Linked DNA regions of Gossypium hirsutum: region 1 is linked to region 2. Evidence: chromatin contacts called from public Hi-C data. All regions are on one chromosome and are shown on one strand. The core of a region is the stretch at or near the end of the contact, and the rest is flanking DNA. Distances in the headings are between cores, read along the strand shown. Region 1 holds the start of LOC107914553 (U-box domain-containing protein 16). Region 2 holds the start of LOC107914547.

Region 1 (4,265 bases), core at 1,574-4,073, 180 kb before region 2:
CAATAAGATGAAGACTGGACTGGCAAAACACGTTACATGAATGTGTGTAAGATCATGTGGTTAAGACCCATGGCAAGATATATTTGTTCCAGATTTTTCGCAAAAATAAAATAATAAAATTGGAAAAAAGCAAATTTGTTTTAAAAGATATTATTTTCTGGAAAAATAATAAAGCTTTTATCCAAAAGAAAAGTAATACATGTTGAAGACACATGTTAACATGAACACAAACAAACCAGACAAGCAATAATAACCCAATTATTCAAAGAAAACAAAAAATAAAACTATATAAAAACTCTCTTAATAACTTGTACGTAACCAATATGAGATATACCCGCTAATAACAACTTTTTGCATTGCAAATACTTCTACTCAAAATATCTTTCCAAATCCATGAGTCTAAGGGTGTTTTAATTGCACACTGAAAATCTCAAGCTTAGTGGTATTTAGCTTTTAATACCGACACAGTGAGTGTCCCTAATCTGTCATTATGGCAGGGGAGTTTCATTCATCGGATCAATCTTTGAGATTCCCAGTACTCCATCTTGTTTAGGTATACACAGGTCTTCCAGTTGCATAATTGAATTTGATTAATGCTCCAGAATTCTGAGCCTGAACTTGAAATGCCAACCTGACATCATATCTTTACTTTACAGTTTATCATCTATACAGCGGAGCTGAGTTCATATAAGAAAACAAAAAGGGAAAATATAAAGCAAAAAAGTGTGTTGGATCAAAGCTGGATGTGTAATGTAAAGTCTAAGAGGAAAGCAGAAATAATGCATACAATACTTTTTTAATTTTGGAAAAAGGTGGATATATGATGAGGATTTGGAACAAGTCCACAACTAACTTTACCAACCGTTTCTCACAATATGCATCTCGCTTAGGTTTTGTATATTAATTTACATTGTACTAAAAATAACTATTAAAACGAAAACGAAATTAAAACGCTAAAAACAATATTATTGAAAGAGATAATTATAAATTTGAGACTATTTTCTCGTCTTTTATCTCTTAATTTATAATCTAATTTATTAACGCTATTAAAATTTTATATACGAAGGTATATCAAAAGTGTGATGTGGCATACCTGCCGGTAACACTTATCTTTCTTCCATATTAGTAATATAATAACAACTTTAATCCATTCAATTTAATACGTCAAAATTGAAATGAATTTGTGAAAATAATGAGCTGAAAAATCAGAAAAGGGAGCCAGCTGGCAATATTGTAAAAGGCAGGTTGATTATAATACTTATTCTCTGACCTGGTAAACGGCCTTCCCAAACCAAAACATTTATCTTTTCATACACTAAAACCATGCAACACGACAATTAAAATGTTCTGCTTCCAATATATATCTAATAAGAAAATAATTTAAATTAATATCATCTTAAATATTAATAAAGCAGTTTCATATTATTAAATTTTAATATATATATAACTAATATTATACATGCATTTAATTTATATATGATATTTTCTCTTTACTTAATTTAATTTTAATTAAATTATATAAAAATATTTAAAATTGAGAAAAAAGTCATAAGAAAAATTTTTAAAAACTTGAAATAAATAATTAAAAATTAAAAGAAAATAGAGAAAATATGAACCCAAAAATTAAAAATATGATATAATAATAATAAAAATTTAGTAGAAAATTGAAAAATTATAGTGACCACTAATTGTATTTTCAAATTTTGTTATTTGATTAAAAATTTTTTTAAAAAATGAAATAGAAACAATTTAAAATGAAAAAAAAATCGACTGCCTAAAAACTAATAATTTTTTTTAAAAATTGCTTGCATAAAAATAAAAAATAATTAATTTTTAAAAAAATTAAAAATTGTAAAAAGAAGAAAATATGTTTTTTTATCACTTAAATAATTAATTAGTTTAAGTATTTTAATTAAAGTTAAATTAAGGTGTTGTTTGATAAACTGAAAAAATTAAATGTTGAAAAATAGATTTAAATTATAAAATTTGTTTGATACATTATTTAAAATTGATTATTGTTTGGTAAATATAGATTTTAAATTATAAAAAATTATATTATGCATTTTATCTTTAATTTTTAAGCATTTCACCTTGTTCTAAATAAAAATTAAATTTTAGAACTTAAAGTTTTTATAAGATAACATAACAATAAAATAAAATAAAATAAAATTGAAATAATTGAAAATATTCTCCATTAAGTTATAAGTAACTCTTATCTATTTATTATTTTCTACACTTTTTTGTAGAAAAATATTTATCATATTGCTTTAATTTTGGATTATCAAACATGCGTAAAAATTAATTAATTTTAACAAAACCTAAATTGGAGAAGACATTATATATAGATATGCGTATGATAATATTTTGTTATATTGATGCCGCAATATTTTAATGATGTCTAAAATTATGTTTTTTTTAAGATGATTCTAATATAACTTATTCAATAAATAATTATTTAAATGAGGTAGTTTCACCAATAAGAATTTTATCAATTTTATATAGATGTGATAAATTTTAGTTAACGTGGCATGAAAAGGGAAGAGGGTTGTTTTGAAAGAAAAAAAAAAGGGAGAATTATTTGTTATTTTTTTTGTAATATGAATTTTAATATATAGATTTAAATTTCAGTGAAAATAAAAATGCATATATTAGGTATAAATTAGTTTAAAATATGTATATCCTCACACATTTCAAACATTCATATTCTCTATTATTATTTTTTAACAAAAATTAAAGTAATTGATTAAACTTAATTAAATTAATCATAGAGTTTATGATAAGTATAAAAATAGATTATTATCATTTTTTTTAAAAGGTGGGGCTGAAATGCAACGGGCCAACTTGTTCTATCTGTAATCAACTACTGCTATACCTTCTTCTTCAATTCAAAGCCAAAAAAAAAAAAAGCTACCAAATTTCTCATTCCATTAGCTTAGATATCTGTGTTGCAGAAATTCTTTGGTAAGAGTTATTAATTTGTGTTTCATGGCCGTTTCTCCTCGGGTTTTCCCGCCAAGAAAGCGCTGGCCGTCGACGGGCTCCTCCATATCTCCGAAATTTGCAGACTTGAACCTGGTAAAATCTCTTCTTTCTTTGTCTCAAGAAATCTCCGCCCTCAAACCTATTCAATGTCTCCTAATACAAAAGTCCCTTTCCACCATAAACAAGTCGAAGCTTCTCGCTATCGTATTCGAGGAGCTTCTTCGCAACCCAGTTTCCACCTCCTTCTCTCCTTCGATCCTCCTCTGCTTCGAAGAAATGTACATAGTTTTCCAGAGAATAAAGACTTTAATGGAAGATTGTTGCAGCGGAAGCAAGATGTGGCTGCTCATGCGAATCCAACCATTGGCCAACAGTTTCCACGAGCTCACCCTCGAATTGTCCACTCTCCTCGATATCTTCCCCGTCAATGAATTGGATTTGAGTCAAGACGTGGAGGAGCTCTTCGTTTTGGTAAGAAAACACTGCTTCCAATCTAAACCATCGGTAGATCCCAGAGACGATTCTCTCAGGCGAGATGTTCTAGCTTTGCTTCATCAGATTAAGAAAGAGATCGTCCCTCATCACTTAAAGCTTAAACAGATTCTGGATAATTTAGGGTTACGCGACCAATCAAGTTGTAGAGAAGAAATCGAGTGTCTCCAAGATGAAATCCAGAACCAAATCGATGAAAAGTCCAAATTAGATATTGCTTCTTTGATTGGTCTCCTTCGTTATGCTAAATGTGTTCTATTTGGATCTTCAACGACGCAACTGGAACCAGACCATAGCCGGCGGAATTCATTGTCGGAGATTGCTGTTCCGGCGGACTTTCGGTGCCCGATAAGCTTAGAGTTAATGCGGGACCCAGTTGTCGTGGCCTCTGGACAGACGTACGATCGCGAATCGATTAATCAGTGGATTGAATCTGGACACAACACGTGTCCAAAGACTGGTCAGACCCTGGCCCACACCAATCTCATCCCTAACCGCGCTTTGAGGAATCTTATAGCCATGTGGTGCCGCCAACAGAGAGTCCCGTTTGAAACCGTGGGAAGTAACGAGAAAGTTAGCGGCGTAAAAGCCACCAAAGCCGCCTTTGAAGCTACGAAAATGACGGTGTACTTTTTGGTCAACAAACTTTCGGTTTCTCCATCCATGGAGGCAGCTAATGCCGTCACTTATGAGCTTCGAGCCCTGGCTAAAACTGACTCCGACAGCCGAGCCTGCATCGCTGAAGCTGGCGCAATTCCGATCCTTGTCAGATGTTTAGGTTCGGGTGTAGG
Region 2 (4,080 bases), core at 1,537-4,036:
GGTTTGAATTTGATCATTCAATTATTAAAATTATAGATTTAAACATCAATATTAAAGATATTAAAAATATGGGTTAACTAATTTAAGAGATTAACAATTAGATGGCATGGCAAGGCTAAACACATGTCAGTAAACGCGTGGAATAACCACATTATCCAACGTATCATGTAGAATTGTTCACGCAGTTTTATATTTTTTTTAAATTAAAATATGGTAAATTATAATTGACCACTAACTTTCTTGAAAATTATATTTTGAGTTGATAAACTTTGAAATTCATAATATGGTGACCAATTTTTTGTGTCGGAGGTTGTGGGGTTGAAATTAAATCGTAATTTTTATAATAGTAAAAATGTAATTTTATCATTTTAATGGCCTATAACTTTATAATTTTTAAAGGATTAAATCAAATTTTTATCATTTTTTATGGGTTAAAGTATAATTTTATCTTTATTAATTTAAAATTTTTAAAATTTTAAAAGGGTTAAATGAAAAATTTTTCTCTTTTACGGAGGATTGGGCCTTCTCAGCCCCTAACTACACCCCTGTTTTTGTGTTTTTCAAATTTACTTTATTAATATTTGTTCTTTAGTATTAATATTTTGTTCTCAATAAGAATTTTATAAGGGTAAACTATTAAAATAATCACTTTTATTTCCTTCAGGTTACATTTTAGCTATTTATGTTTGAAATGTTACGTTTTAGCTATTTATGTTAACGTGTTGTAACATTTTAGTCACTGAGCCATTAATTGCCGTTAATGGTGTAATGGTAAGTTGACGTAGCATGTTAAATCATCATTTCAAAGAAAAATTTTAGGTTAAATTATACAATTGATCCCCATATTTTTTCGTTTTAAGCAATTTAATTTTTTTCTTTTATGTTATTTTAATTTTTTTTCCATTTATTTTCTTAGCCACATTGATCTGTCTCATTCTTATAGGTATGGCTGCCCGATTCCTTGCAGTCATTGCGAGCCATTTTCCCTCTTCGGTTGGATATTTCCCTTCCTTCAACCCGACCATTATTCGGTATGCTTGCTTGTACATACTGAGCACTGCATTGTCATCTGTGTTATCCTTGTGAATACTAGCTATTACAATCAGTCTTCGGACAATGAGAGCCACATCCTGGTAGTTTGGAGAGGGGGAAGAAAGAAAGCCTGAGAGGCACTCGCTGAGGGCAAAGGTTGCTACTTCAGCCTTGAACCTTGGACCTTGCGAGGCATTCAGGCAAATTTGGAATAGATATTGAGGACTGCAAGTCTTTGTGCCAGCAAAGTTCTTCAGGGCATGATGTTTGGACTCTAAATTATTCAGTCTTCCATGCATATCATAGGCATTGAGCACGTCTATAAAATGGATATCACCTTCAATGTTCCCCACTGATAGTGAAGTAAGTATCTGCATGCATGCATCCAATTGAAGAATTATATGGAAAAAAAGCTTCAAGAGAAGAAATATTAGAAATACGGTTGCTGCTGCTCAAGCATTTGCAACCTGAAAAAATAGAGGGAGAAGCAGAAAAGAATGAAAAAAAAGAGTTAAAAGAACATAAAAGAAAAAAAAATTAAATTGCTCAAAACAAAAGAAATAGAACCAATTGTATAATTTAACCTAAAATTTTTGTTTGAAATAATGATTTAATGTGCCATGTCAGCTTGCCGTTACACCGTTAATGACAATTAACAGCTCAGTGACTAAAATGTTATAGCACGTTAACGTAAGTGATTAAAACGTAACATTTCAAATATAAGTGACTAAAATGTAACCTGAAGTAAACAAACGTAACTATTTTGATAGCTTACCCATTTTATAATGATTTATTCATAAGAAAAAAGTAATAGAAGTTGCAAGGATTGTATAAGTCAAGTAGGATTTCCTATTACAATATATTGTTATTTAACTTATATATAATACATTTATTGCAAACAATTTCAATTTCGTAAACATCTTATAATTTCATCTAAAACTTTTCTATTGTCTTAAATGAATTGTTAACATAAGATATGTTTTTTTCCCAGATTGGATTTTATGTATCTATATATACTTACTTATATTAAGTTTTTTATTGAGTTAGTATCGTTGTGAAATTATTAAATTACTCTTTCATATACAAATTAAGATACATTTTTACAAGAATGTTTTTATTTTTTTATATATAACAAATAAATAAAAAATCGAGCTCAATACAACATGCATAATAAATATTTAATTTTACTATTATAGTCAAAATATGAATTGATTTTATATAAATTTTTAATAAATATATTTGATACATAATATTTTACACATATAATGAGTATATCATAAAATCTAGTAATGATTTAAAACTCATCTTGGTTTTTTCGTAGATAATTCATTAAAATAAAATTGGAAAAACTTAATTTATAAATTAAATAATATAAAATTTTTCCTTGGATAGATATAAGCTGACAATTAATTTCGTCAGAAAATTACACCTTTAACATTATGATGTTATGTTAATAACTATTTTGTAAATATTTAGAAAAACGTAGGATGATGGATATGCAAATATAGAAACTAGTTTTGAAAGGTGATTTTATATTGCTTATAAAACAAACTTTCATGTAATGTTTAAAAAAGATATTCATATAAAAAGCTAAAGGCATGAATTATTGACAACATTTGTTACTTTTTTAAATTATAAATTTTTGGTCAGTTTTTCACTTTCTAAATCATTTTATTTATAAAAAAAATTACCACATATTTTATTATGCATGAACATTATTTTTGGACCGAAACGAGGAAAGGATAACTGCTGGCCCGTATTCCGTAACAGGCTCAGGCCCCTGGCCTGGGTGGACTCGATCGAAGCAAAAGTTAGAAATGAATAAAAAAAGGAACAAGTGTTGAGTAATTCGGAATTCTCTTGGCGGAGAGAAGAAACGCGGCTGACGAGAACATTGCAGAATAATGGCGTCGCTGTGTCTTTTAGTTTTGCTGTTACTTTGTCTTCCTTTTATTTCCGTTGCTTACAGGCCAGGGGACATCGTTCCTATGAGCAAGATGGGTCAATACCACTCCGTCAGTTGTCTTTTCTTTTCCTTTTTTCTTTTTTTAAAGTTTTTAATCTAATTTTGAAGTTAAGATCTCTGAATTTGATTAATTTCAGTCTAGAACTGTTTGGCATGACGTGATCGGGAAACATTGCCCAATTTTTGCTGTTAATCGGGAGGTATTCTTCTTCTTCTTCTTCTTCTTCTTCTTCTTCTTCTTCTTCTTCAACCTTCCCCATTTTCTGTTTCTTTTTTGAAAATTTTATTTATGTATAAATTAATTTGCAGGTGTTAATTCCTATAGCAAAGCCGACTGGTTACACGGGAGCTGATCCCTATAAAATGTAAGAATTTACTCAAATTTATGATTTTCTTAATTCAACCTCTTTTTTTTTTTGTTTGGCATTAGTTGCAAATTCTAGGGTTCCGATAGCTAAACGAAGAGAAAATTGAAACCATCGAATTCAATTCCTCAGATTCATGAATGAAATGTTTTCGAGCCCAAAAATGTATTTTCATTCAGCTTTTTTCGAGTAAGCGTTTTTCATACTCCGAATAATGAGTCTGAGATTCAGACCTGAGCTTTAACTTCTGGGCTCATTTTTTGGTATATTCTTATCCTTTGCTTTCCACTCCTAATTTTTTCTCATAAACTAAGGCCAACAGTTTTTCTTAGCAACTATCTTTTGCTTCTGCATAAAATGTTTTTGTAGTTCATAAGTTCAATATTTTTAGAAATTATTATAGTAATCCGTGTTTTACAATGTTTGACTCACGTCTAGATCATTCCAAGTTGGGAAGGAGAAGTTTCTTGTTCCTTGGCTTTTTCTTATAAATCGTAAAAGTTCTGAAGTTCCAATGATTGACATGCATTTGGTAAGATATTTTTGTAGCTTTTACCCCTTTGCTTTTGGAAATCGTAACTTCTTGACTGATACATGTCTAGTTATTTTGCTTGATTTGACTGAGTTCTTGTGGTTTTTGTGTCGTTCAGAGGTACTCAGGTGGTGATTTGCATGGTGTCACTGCTAAAATTGTAGATATGCCTCATCACTGTATGT

Evidence for each region. Hi-C and Micro-C count contacts between places; a contact is called where the count stands out from the background.
Region 1: a Hi-C map of leaf shows a contact between it and region 2, with 1.8 times the contacts expected there. The contact joins the promoter of LOC107914553 here to the promoter of LOC107914547 in region 2. A contact is called at or near these places in 2 of 34 Hi-C or Micro-C datasets (both in leaf).

What each region holds. Positions count from the first base shown.
Region 1 is chrD10:19,722,468-19,726,732 of Gossypium_hirsutum_v2.1, reverse strand. It overlaps LOC107914553 (U-box domain-containing protein 16), which reads left to right and starts at 2,823. Exons shown (of 1, transcript XM_016843494.2): 1 at 2,823-4,265. The coding sequence starts at 2,986.
Region 2 is chrD10:19,538,711-19,542,790 of Gossypium_hirsutum_v2.1, reverse strand. It overlaps LOC107914547, which reads left to right and starts at 2,786. Exons shown (of 9, transcript XM_016843487.2): 1 at 2,786-3,047; 2 at 3,136-3,198; 3 at 3,308-3,363; 4 at 3,802-3,895; 5 at 4,014-4,074. The coding sequence starts at 2,937.